Linked DNA regions of Mus musculus: region 1 is linked to region 2. A link is a contact called in public Micro-C data. All regions are on one chromosome and are shown on one strand. Each heading gives the region's core, a stretch centred on a gene start, on an enhancer-like site or on the middle of the called end of the contact. The rest is flanking DNA. Distances are from core to core; before and after follow the strand shown.

What was found. A called contact is a pair of places that touch in the nucleus more often than the background predicts.
Region 1: a Micro-C map of brown adipocytes shows a contact between it and region 2, with 4 times the contacts expected there. The contact joins the enhancer-like site here to the promoter of Jakmip3 in region 2. A contact is called at or near these places in 2 of 39 promoter capture datasets (3T3-L1-derived adipocytes and hippocampal neurons) and 8 of 484 Hi-C or Micro-C datasets (ECoMG myeloid progenitors, the N1E-115 cell line, brown adipocytes and 2 more).

Annotation. Positions count from the first base shown.
Region 1 is chr7:139,062,825-139,067,626 of GRCm38.p6, reverse strand. Jakmip3 (janus kinase and microtubule interacting protein 3) reads right to left here. Exons shown (of 20, transcript NM_028708.2): 18 at 2,914-2,986; 19 at 1,369-2,321. The coding sequence ends at 2,936. Among named protein-coding and RNA genes, the nearest start is that of Dpysl4, 21 kb to the left of the region's middle. Within about 2 kb of position 1,801, at least 9 of the 459 cell types and tissues checked have an H3K27ac peak or open chromatin away from gene starts, as enhancers often do. A contact at or near this core is called in the N1E-115 cell line and brown adipocytes, where this site is marked.
Region 2 is chr7:138,939,439-138,943,886 of GRCm38.p6, reverse strand. Jakmip3 (janus kinase and microtubule interacting protein 3) reads right to left here and starts at 3,157. Exons shown (of 20, transcript NM_028708.2): 1 at 3,087-3,157.

The sequences.
Region 1 (4,802 bases), core at 552-3,051, 130 kb before region 2:
CACTCTGAAGCACGTGCTTGGTCTCCATATGTGACATCCTCTAAGCTCCCACCCCTGCCTTCATAAACTTCTGTCCCCCATGCTCAGCAATAGGTTCCACCACGCTCCCTGGTAAGTTCTAGGCTCTGCTCTGTCAGTGGCAGGACAGGCGGCCTCACCAGGACCACTTACAAGGAAACCACACGACATTCTTAGGTGGTGGGATGTCTCTGCTGAACGGGCCACACTGGAGCCAACACCCCACTGCAAGCTGTAGGTAACCCTGGGTGTGAGGACTTGGAATTTCTGTACCCTTCCCTAAACTGGGCAAGCTCCATCCCTCAGAGGAAGCTGCCCCAGGCCTCCATATCCCAAGAGATGCACACACCCAGTGTTTTCCCAATTCCCAGTGAGCCTCAGAGCAGATCTGGGGAGCCTTTTCCTCAGTCACCTCCTCTCACAATGGTCTGGGTGTGGCCCAGAGGGGACCAAACTCTTGATTTGTCCCAGGGCCTGGAGCCAACAGGACCATCTTGTCATGGAATCTGTTCTACCCACAGTATAGCTAGGGCTGTCCTCCTGGCTACTTGGAAGGTCGAGTCATCAGGAACACAGTGTTCACCCCTGGGGTTCAGAGTGAGTTCTGGGTAACTTAATGGAGCACTGATTGAAAATAGAAGGTAAGAAAGGCTAGGCATATAGCTCAAGAGTAGAGAACTTTTCTCTAATGTGCCAGGCACTGGGCTCAATTTGTGTTATATGTGTAGTGGATTGGTTTTGCCCACACTGTTGCTGCTTCTGACATCTTCAGTGGGAACTGGGCAGGATGGAGCATTTTGTATCACAGGGATGAGCTTCCAGTCTGTAGAGATGGGGAGGAGGGTACCCTGTGTTCATTTGAGCTCACCACTGTACAGGGGACAGGGAAGCTCCCACTATGTGAGGGGGACAGGGAAGCTCCCACTATGTGCGGGGCACAGGGAAGCTCCCACTATGTGTGTGGGGGCATCAGGGAAGCTCCCACTATGTGTGTGGGGGCATCAGGGAAGCTCCCACTATGTGAGGGGTCTGATCACAGATGAAATAGAAAGCTTCTGTCTCAGTTTTGCAAGCAGCAAGGTGGAGCTGGAGTGCACTAGCCATGGTAGCTTCCTCAGAGAGCGCAGACATCTGAGTTAGAAGGAACAGGGACAGTATGTAGCCCATATCTGTGGGTTACATCTAGAAATGGATTCAGGAGGCTTCCAGCCTTTTGCCCACATAGCCACTCAGGCTCCTCTGGCAGGGGAGACCTCGTTCATATCTCAAAAGGCACATTAAATTAAGCTAAAAGGCTTCAAATAGTGCAGAAAGGAAGGCTGCCCCCAGTGGGCAGATGTTGCCACCTACCTGTAGGCCACTGCACTGTGGCTACCTTCTGAGGCTGATGGTCCCTTAGGAGCATCTTGTCTTCACCTTCTCTTCTGGACCATTTCTTATGTGCACAGGCTGTGGACGAGGCCATCTTCAGCTACCTTCGTCACCTGCCCTTGCCACCTGAGGTTCTCAGGCTAGGCCCACCTGCTGGGGGTCTTCCAGGCTAGGAGGGCCACAACTCCACCATACTTTGGCTGTGCTTTGATCCACACTCTTCAGGGCCAGGCCTCTGCAGACTCATCCCATATGCTCCCTGGCCTCTTCTCTGATCTTTCCACTGTGTTCCTGACCAGCAGCCGGGGATAGGATTCTAGCCTTTGTGTCTGGGAGTACAGGGTAGGAGGCCGGTGGGAGGTCATGACTCAGCTGTCCTCACAGAGACACCAGTGTGACAGAACAAGGTTGGGCTTGGGGTCTGTTCAGCATCAAGTGCTCAGGGCCACAGTGAGTAACCACAGTGTGACACCCAGGGTCACCACTGAGACCACAGCCTTCATCTTGCCACTAGGGGCAAGTCTGGGCAGTTCTGAGATCTTCTTCCAAGAGTACTGATGGTCACTATGGGAACGAGGTGGGTGTCCAGTGTGGGCTCCAGCACGGGAGCAATTCTTACCCCTGCACGGCAGGGAACATTACACATTGGTGTGATTGGGGTGGGGCCTACTCTCTGGGCTGAAAGTCACCAGCAGTCAAAGCTAGACCTCTCCTGGAGAAGCACTAGTCAGCAAGACCAGTTCCAGTCCTGGCTCACCCCAAGTGGACAGTAGCTGCAGGTCACAGTGCTTTTGCCCTCATCCTCCACAGGGCGGGGCACAGAGCCCAAACACTCGCAAGTCTTCAGTGTTGAAGTGCAATTCTCCACACTTTCTCTGGCACCTGCTGCTCTCTGGTCCCATTAGAGGACAAAGGTCTGCCTTTGCAGAGGGCTGGGGGGGGGGGCGGGGGGGGGAGAAGAGCACAGGAGTTAGTGGATGAAAAGAGATGGCAGATACAACTGCTGTTCCCCTGAGAGAGATCTCTCTGCACCCTCTGGATATCAGGGCCAGGGCCCTGAGATGAACAGTGTCAATATGTCCCAAGTGTGACATAATACACTTGAGCAGAGAGTGGTGACCAAGTGTGGCCTTTGTCTACAGCCAGGGCACTGGCTCTACACTCGTACCATTTCCATGATTGTGGGTGACCCAGTAACTTGGGGACATGAAACCTGAGCTACAGAGGACACAGGAAAATTACAAAACCACCTTCTACTGTCTAGTGAACACTGACTTTGGCACTGGGTGCCGGTCATGAGCATGCCTTATACCCTCTCATGGGCCCAGTGCCTGGAGAAGGGTTTCTGGTTTCTGGGGGAGGGGGGTAGCTTTACACGGAGCTTTTGGAAGACCCAGGAGTTGCCTTTCTGCTTTCCTGGGGGGGGGGGAAGCAGGCAGCTGCCCAGGCAACAGGGTATACCAGTGTCTCCCATAAGAAGGAGCAGGACCTTCACCAGAAAGTGCCAGCCTCTGATGTACTCACCAGTTCAGTGTGCCAAGAACAGCTATGACCAGAGAATGAAAGCTAGGGAGAAAAACAAGAACAAAAATAAAAACTGAAAAGGAAAGGGGAATCAGAAAAAAAACAGGAGAGAAAAAAAGAAAGAGAAAGAGGAGAAAAAGAAAAAGGAAAAGAAAAAGAAAGAGAAAAAGAAAAAGAAGAGTTTTAGCTTGTCTGGAAAGAAATGAACCATGATCCTATAGAGAGGGGTCGTGGCCAGCTGGAGGACAGGCAAGGACAGGGTAGGTGCAAGAGGTTTCATGAAAACCCCCAAGCTTAGGGCAACAATGCTAACCCAAATGATGATGGGGAGGTAGGCCCCATCCCAAGGCTCTGCCAGCTGAGCTTCTTGGGGCCAGGAGTCTATGGAGTGTCACTGAGCTGAGGATGACATCGGAACAGGACAGTCCTAGTACCCAGCAAATACAAAGTACCAAAGTTTGGTGGTGGTTGCTTTATAAACAACAAAATATGCCGACAGCCTGAGCAGATCTGACACTTGAAGAATTGGGTGGGTTGGGTGGGGGTGGGGCCAGACTAACTTGAAGAAAACCAAGCAATCACATTCAGGCATTTAGTTAAATTTGAAAGCCCAGGCTCCAAACCTAACATTGTTCTACTATTAATTCAAGCCCAAGCCCTCGGGCTAAGTTACAAAATGAAACAAGTATATAGTCTGGGGACGACTTTGTCACCTTAGGGACTTGCATTTATTTGATGGACAAGTAGCCCATGCTAGTAGTTAGCATGCTGGCCCAGCAATGAGCCCCAGCAGCCCCCAGTTTGCCACGTCTCTCTAAACAGAGTGGAAATCTTTCTCCAGGACTCTACCAATGTCCTAAGACTGTCGGGTCAGAAATGATAATGTTAGAAACTCAGGCAAACAGAAGACCATGTCCCTCCCCAACCTCACTGGGTGCCTAGTGTGTGTGTCAGGTGTTTGCCCATGTGGCCTGGAGTTTGTAGGCAGTCCCTGTTGGTCCCTTCTTTCACAGCCTATGTCCTGCTCAACTCTGGGGGCCTCTAATCATGGTAGACCTATGAATTTATGTGAGTTCCGCTGAGCAGTGGCAACAAATGCCCCACAGATGGCGCTCTGTCACTGTTAAGGCAGGATGGGTTGGCTGAAATGGCCAGCTGCTGGGAACTTCTCTGTGGGGAACAAAGAACACCCCCAGGCTCTGGCTAAGACTTGTGAGGAGGTGGTCTAGAGGCTGTCCTGCCCGAACACTGCTTCCTATTCTCCAAGAAGGAATAAGGTCGGCAGATGGGTCCCATAAGCCACCTCTTGCTGCTGGTCACTTGGATGGCATCTGTCCCACTGGAAGGAACAATTACAAGACTCAAGAAAGCACCTGACTCCAGAAACTTGGGAACCTGCCTCAAATCGCAGAGGATATGGAACTGCCCTGAAATGAATGCATGGAGACCTGCAAGGGGCAGGGTTCTCTAGGCACATACTTTTCAACTTGGTCTGAGGAGCACTGAGTCTGCTGATACCAGTGACCAGAGGCCCTGCATGCCAGGCTGCAGTCAGGGTCTGGAGAAAGTGCTTGAGCAGGCACCCTAGCATCTCTGGTACTGGAGACACTTCTTGGGGATCAGGGACAAAATGTTCCTGTGCCTCTTGGGGATCATGGCCTGTGTTTCAGGAACTTTATCTTCAGACAGCCAAGGTTGATGGACCTGGAAGGTTAAACCCTCTGCACCACAATGGGCACCAGCATAGATCAGGACCCCAGGTCACTGGTTCAACATATAGGTCCAGAGGGGAAACTGAGGCAGTGCAAGGGCTACGGGGGTGAGGCTGTGTGAGGGGCTCCTGACTCTGGCCCAGAGTACCCACAGCTCTGGCCCAACAGGCTCCCTTT
Region 2 (4,448 bases), core at 1,908-4,407:
TAAGTACAGGGTATGCAGAGACCCAGTGGATATAGTAGGCTTGCTGGCCAGTGTGGGCTACACCCCAACCAAGCCTCCTATATTCTTAACACTCAAAGGAAGCAGCTAGCCAGTCCATGATTACAGCTAGCTGCATGCCTACCCTAACTCCAGGCTGTCACACCTGGATCCAAGCTCGGCCACCAATTCCAGGAACACAGCCCTTGGTGCTGTCCTCTTCCCCAGCACCTTTCTAGGTTCCCACGGGCAACTGCACTAGGGGGCGAGCTCAGCAGAGCACACATAGCCCCTGAACACACTTCCTTCCCAACCAAATGCTGACTGCCTAGAACACACATATGCTGGTGTAGATGACCCACAGCAAACGCATAAACATAGAATGGGCTTGGAATGTTCATCAAGAAGGGGTTGAAAAGTGTGGGGTGCCCATGGTGAGATAGTACTTGACAAAGAAGGAAACGGCACCATGCTAAGGACATTATGGAAAATCAAACAAGCCAATCCCAGACAGACAAAAGCCAGATGGCGCCACTCATGAGAGATCCAACATGGTCAAGCCAGATTGCAATGGTGGGCTTTAGAAGCAGGCATGTGCTCTAGGTGTCTACTATGGGACACCGTGGCTACAGCTGGTAATCGTCCATGATTGACACTGGAAGTATTGTGAGCTTTGTGTGCGGCTTTTCTCATTGCTGCCACCCAGTACTAAGCCAAGGGGGACTTAAGGGAGGGGTGATTTTATTGTAGTTCAGTTTCACAGCAAAGGGGTGGGGAGGGTTGGGGGAGGCATGGCGGCTGGGGCTCTGAGGACAAGATGTTCACACAGGAGCCCGTGGGAGATGTTTCACACCGAAGCCATTATACTTAGAATCTGTTAAGAGGACAGACATCCTGAAGAGTGCTCTCACCTGCCGTAATAAAGGCAAAAATAGAAGAAGAGCCCATCTGGTTGTTCTGATGGAGAAGGCCATGCTGCTCTCACTAGAGACCTAGGCGAGGTGATGGCGAAAGATTCATGTGAAGCCGCCTCCCGTAAGGGAAACAGGACGGCGCCTACAGTGCTGCTTATGACAGAGTTCCTTTTTATCTTTTCACTTCACGTAATAACAAGTTTTACTGATTTCATTATCAAGACAAGGTCCTAGTCTGTAGCCCAAGACATATTTAGTATTGTGGCACGATCATATTCTGGACACCATGTAGGTCCAGAACATACTATATAGCCCAGCCTGAACTCAAAGCAATCCTCCTGCCTCAAACTCCAGGGGGTGTGAGCCACCACATCCAGCAATACCTTTTGAATTATTATAGCTTTTTTTTTTCATTCTCCTGGATTTTGAAATCACAAAGAATACAAACTTTGGTGCCCAAACCTCAGACCTTGAACTGGCTGGCTGACTGCCATCAGCTGCCACTAGGGTCAGGTTGTGGGTGGGAGATTCTTATGAGAAACAGGAGAGGCAGGGCAGCAAAGGCCATTAGTGACAGGTTCTCTGTTCCATCAGGACTCAGCCAACATCCACTTTCTCCTTTCCAAATCACACCGTTTACTTACCAATTTTTTTGAACAAGCTATGGTGGCTTATGTATGGCTGACGATTCTCTTTTAAGCTAAGGTTAGACCAGTGGTTATGGTATTTCCTTACAGCCACACAACTTGGTTCTGCCAGGGCAACCCCCGGGAAGGGGACACAGGTCCTCAGGCACAGAAACCACTTGGAACCGTGTGGGCTTGGCCAATGCTCTTCCTGCAGAAAACACTCTAATGTCTTCCGTGTTGGTGTGCCTCAAAGCTTGGTGAACCAGACTCCTAGCCCCACCAGTGTAGAGTGAAATACTGCAGGCTATTGCTCTAAGGGTTTAAATTCACAACCACACGTTGGCTTCCTGAGAAAAGAGGGCCAAGAGGGCCTTGTTCTCGGTGTATTAATTGGGTACCTTGGTGGAAAGAGGACCCTGGCCTTCTTCACTCCACCTACAGAGCAAGCTGGAAGTACCCACTCCCGCAACTCTGTTCTCTAGTTTGGGCCCCACAACCAAGGCCAGAGCCTTTTCTGGTGTCCTGCTGTTCTGCAGAGAGCGCCCAGATCTGAGTCACCACTGGCTTCACTGCCGGCTTAGCTGTATTTGCAGGCAGTCGGCAAAGAGGGCTCTGCACATTTCACCATCTTGTGGAGGAAGCCTGAATCTAGCTGGGAAGCAGAAGGTTTGGTTTTTTTGTTTTTTTGATTTTTGCCTTTTTAAAAACCCTAACATTTTCTTTTTTAAGTAGGCAAGGTCAAATGGATAGGCAGGTCCTTTTCCTAAGAAAAGTGCCCAGGCCAGCGTCCTCTCACCAACTCCCAAACGCAAGTAAATGGTAATTCGGTGGCCTTGCATATCCTCAGCATAGATCCCACTGCTGTGCGTTCATCCCGGAAACGGGAACACGGGAAAAATTTAAACCATCTGCCCCAAAATTAAAAATCTAAAAGGCCTGGCAGCACCATCCTGGAGGAGGTACTGTGAAGACGACGAGTCCCCAGCGGCAGCGGCAGCGGCGGCGGCGGCGCACCTGCGCGTCCACACCCAGCGCAGCGTCACCGGCAGCTCCCTAGGCCTGCGCTGGGCTGGCCCTGCTCCCGCACACCGCGGGAAACCGGTGCAGTGAAATAAATTGCCAGTGGAACGCGAGAAATCTCCCAGAGAGGCAAACACCCCAACTCGGGCAAGGCCTCCGGACCCCGGATCACCAGGGAGAGTCGAGCAAGCCCCGCCACCCTGCTCCATCCCCGTGCCATCCCGCTCCATCCCGGCGCCACCCCAAGAGTCGCTACCCTGCGCCATCCCCATACACCCTGGGCATCGCCACCCTTTTCTATTCCCGTGCTATCTCCGCCACCCTGGGCGTCACCACCTTGCTCCATTCCGGTGTCATCCCCGGCACCCCAAGCCACCTACAGCCCGCAGCGCAGGGCATCCGCCAGCCCTGAATATTCAGTGCCAGGAGCGGGTGGAGCGTAAGGAGCCCTGCAAAGCGCGTCCCTCATCCCCTCCCAGGTCAACTGTGGGATGCGTGGGATCCTGAGGATCGCACCGCTGCTCACCAAGGTTCCCCTCGATCAGGCTTCGGGCGGCGGCGTCCGACGGTCGGGCTCAGCCATCGCAGTGGCGCTGCGGCGGGCGGGGGCCGCGCGTCACCACGGGCAGCGCCCCGAACCCCGGCCCGCCCCTGCAGGCGCTCCAGCCGGCGCCGGCCCAGCGTCGCCCGCCCCTTGGCTTCCCCAGATCGTTGCGCTTATTCCTTTAAGAAATAAGTCCTGGGTCCGTTAAAGTAAGAAATGACATTGCCGAAGATGACCCTGGTGGTTTAGAGGGTCCCGCTGTGCTGTGTGGGGATCTAAAAGCCATCCAGGTTAAATGTGCCTGCGGGTCGCCCAGGGCCACGCGCCTACGAGGGACTATCCGTGGTAGGAATCACTCACCCTCATTGCGTGCTGGATGTGAGCAGCCATGAGCAGCGCCCGCGAGTTGCACGTGGGTGTCCCAACCCTTAACCCTTTGCTTCCCGGCTCCAAAAGCTGCTTTCCAGGGCTCTGTAGGGAGAGAAACGTTTTTTTCAGGCTTCAGCAAACAAATGTTATCCCGGACCCCAACATTCAGAGTTCTGTCCTCCCTGCTTCTCTTTGCCCCCTCCCCTTCTGATACTGGACATAGAACCTAGGGTCAAGAGCTCTGCCTAAAACCTGTATCTCAGCACTCTGTTCCCTCACTTTGTTTGTTTGTTTGTTTGTTTTGTCCTGTGATCGTGTGTTCTAGTTTCATTTCTACTGCTGTATTAAAGTCCAAGACGAAAAGCAACTCAGGGAACAAATAAGTATATTCCAGCATGCAATTCCAGGTTATAGTCTATCATTGTGGGAAAGTCAAGGCAGGAACTTCAAACAACTAGTTACATATATCTGCAGTCAAGAGCCGAGAGAAGCGCATGCTCTCACTTGCTTATTCGCTTGTGTTCAACTCCCATTTCTTCACTTTGGGGTTGGGGGTGTCCCTCTGCCTAGAGAATGGTACCACCCACATGGGGCTGGGTTTTCTCACATTAATTTATTACATCCTCACAGAAATGCTCACAAGACTGCCCCATGTAGACAATCTCTCAGTGAGACTCTTTTCCGAGGTGACTCTGTCTAGGTTGTGCCAAAAGACAATTAAAGGTAACTGTCACATCCAGACATTGTGGTGCGTGCCTCTAATCCAAGAACATGGGAGACTGAGCACAGAATAACAAGAAACTTCACAAAACATATAGGTATTCTGTCTGGGTGGGCCTTCACCTGACAGAGTGAGTTCTGAGGGTTGGATGACAGGATAGATAGATGCAGAGAGAGGGTGAGTACTGGAGCGAAGAGCTCCTCAGGTAGACCACCATCCGGCAGACTACATCACACAGCCAGCACGCACGCACG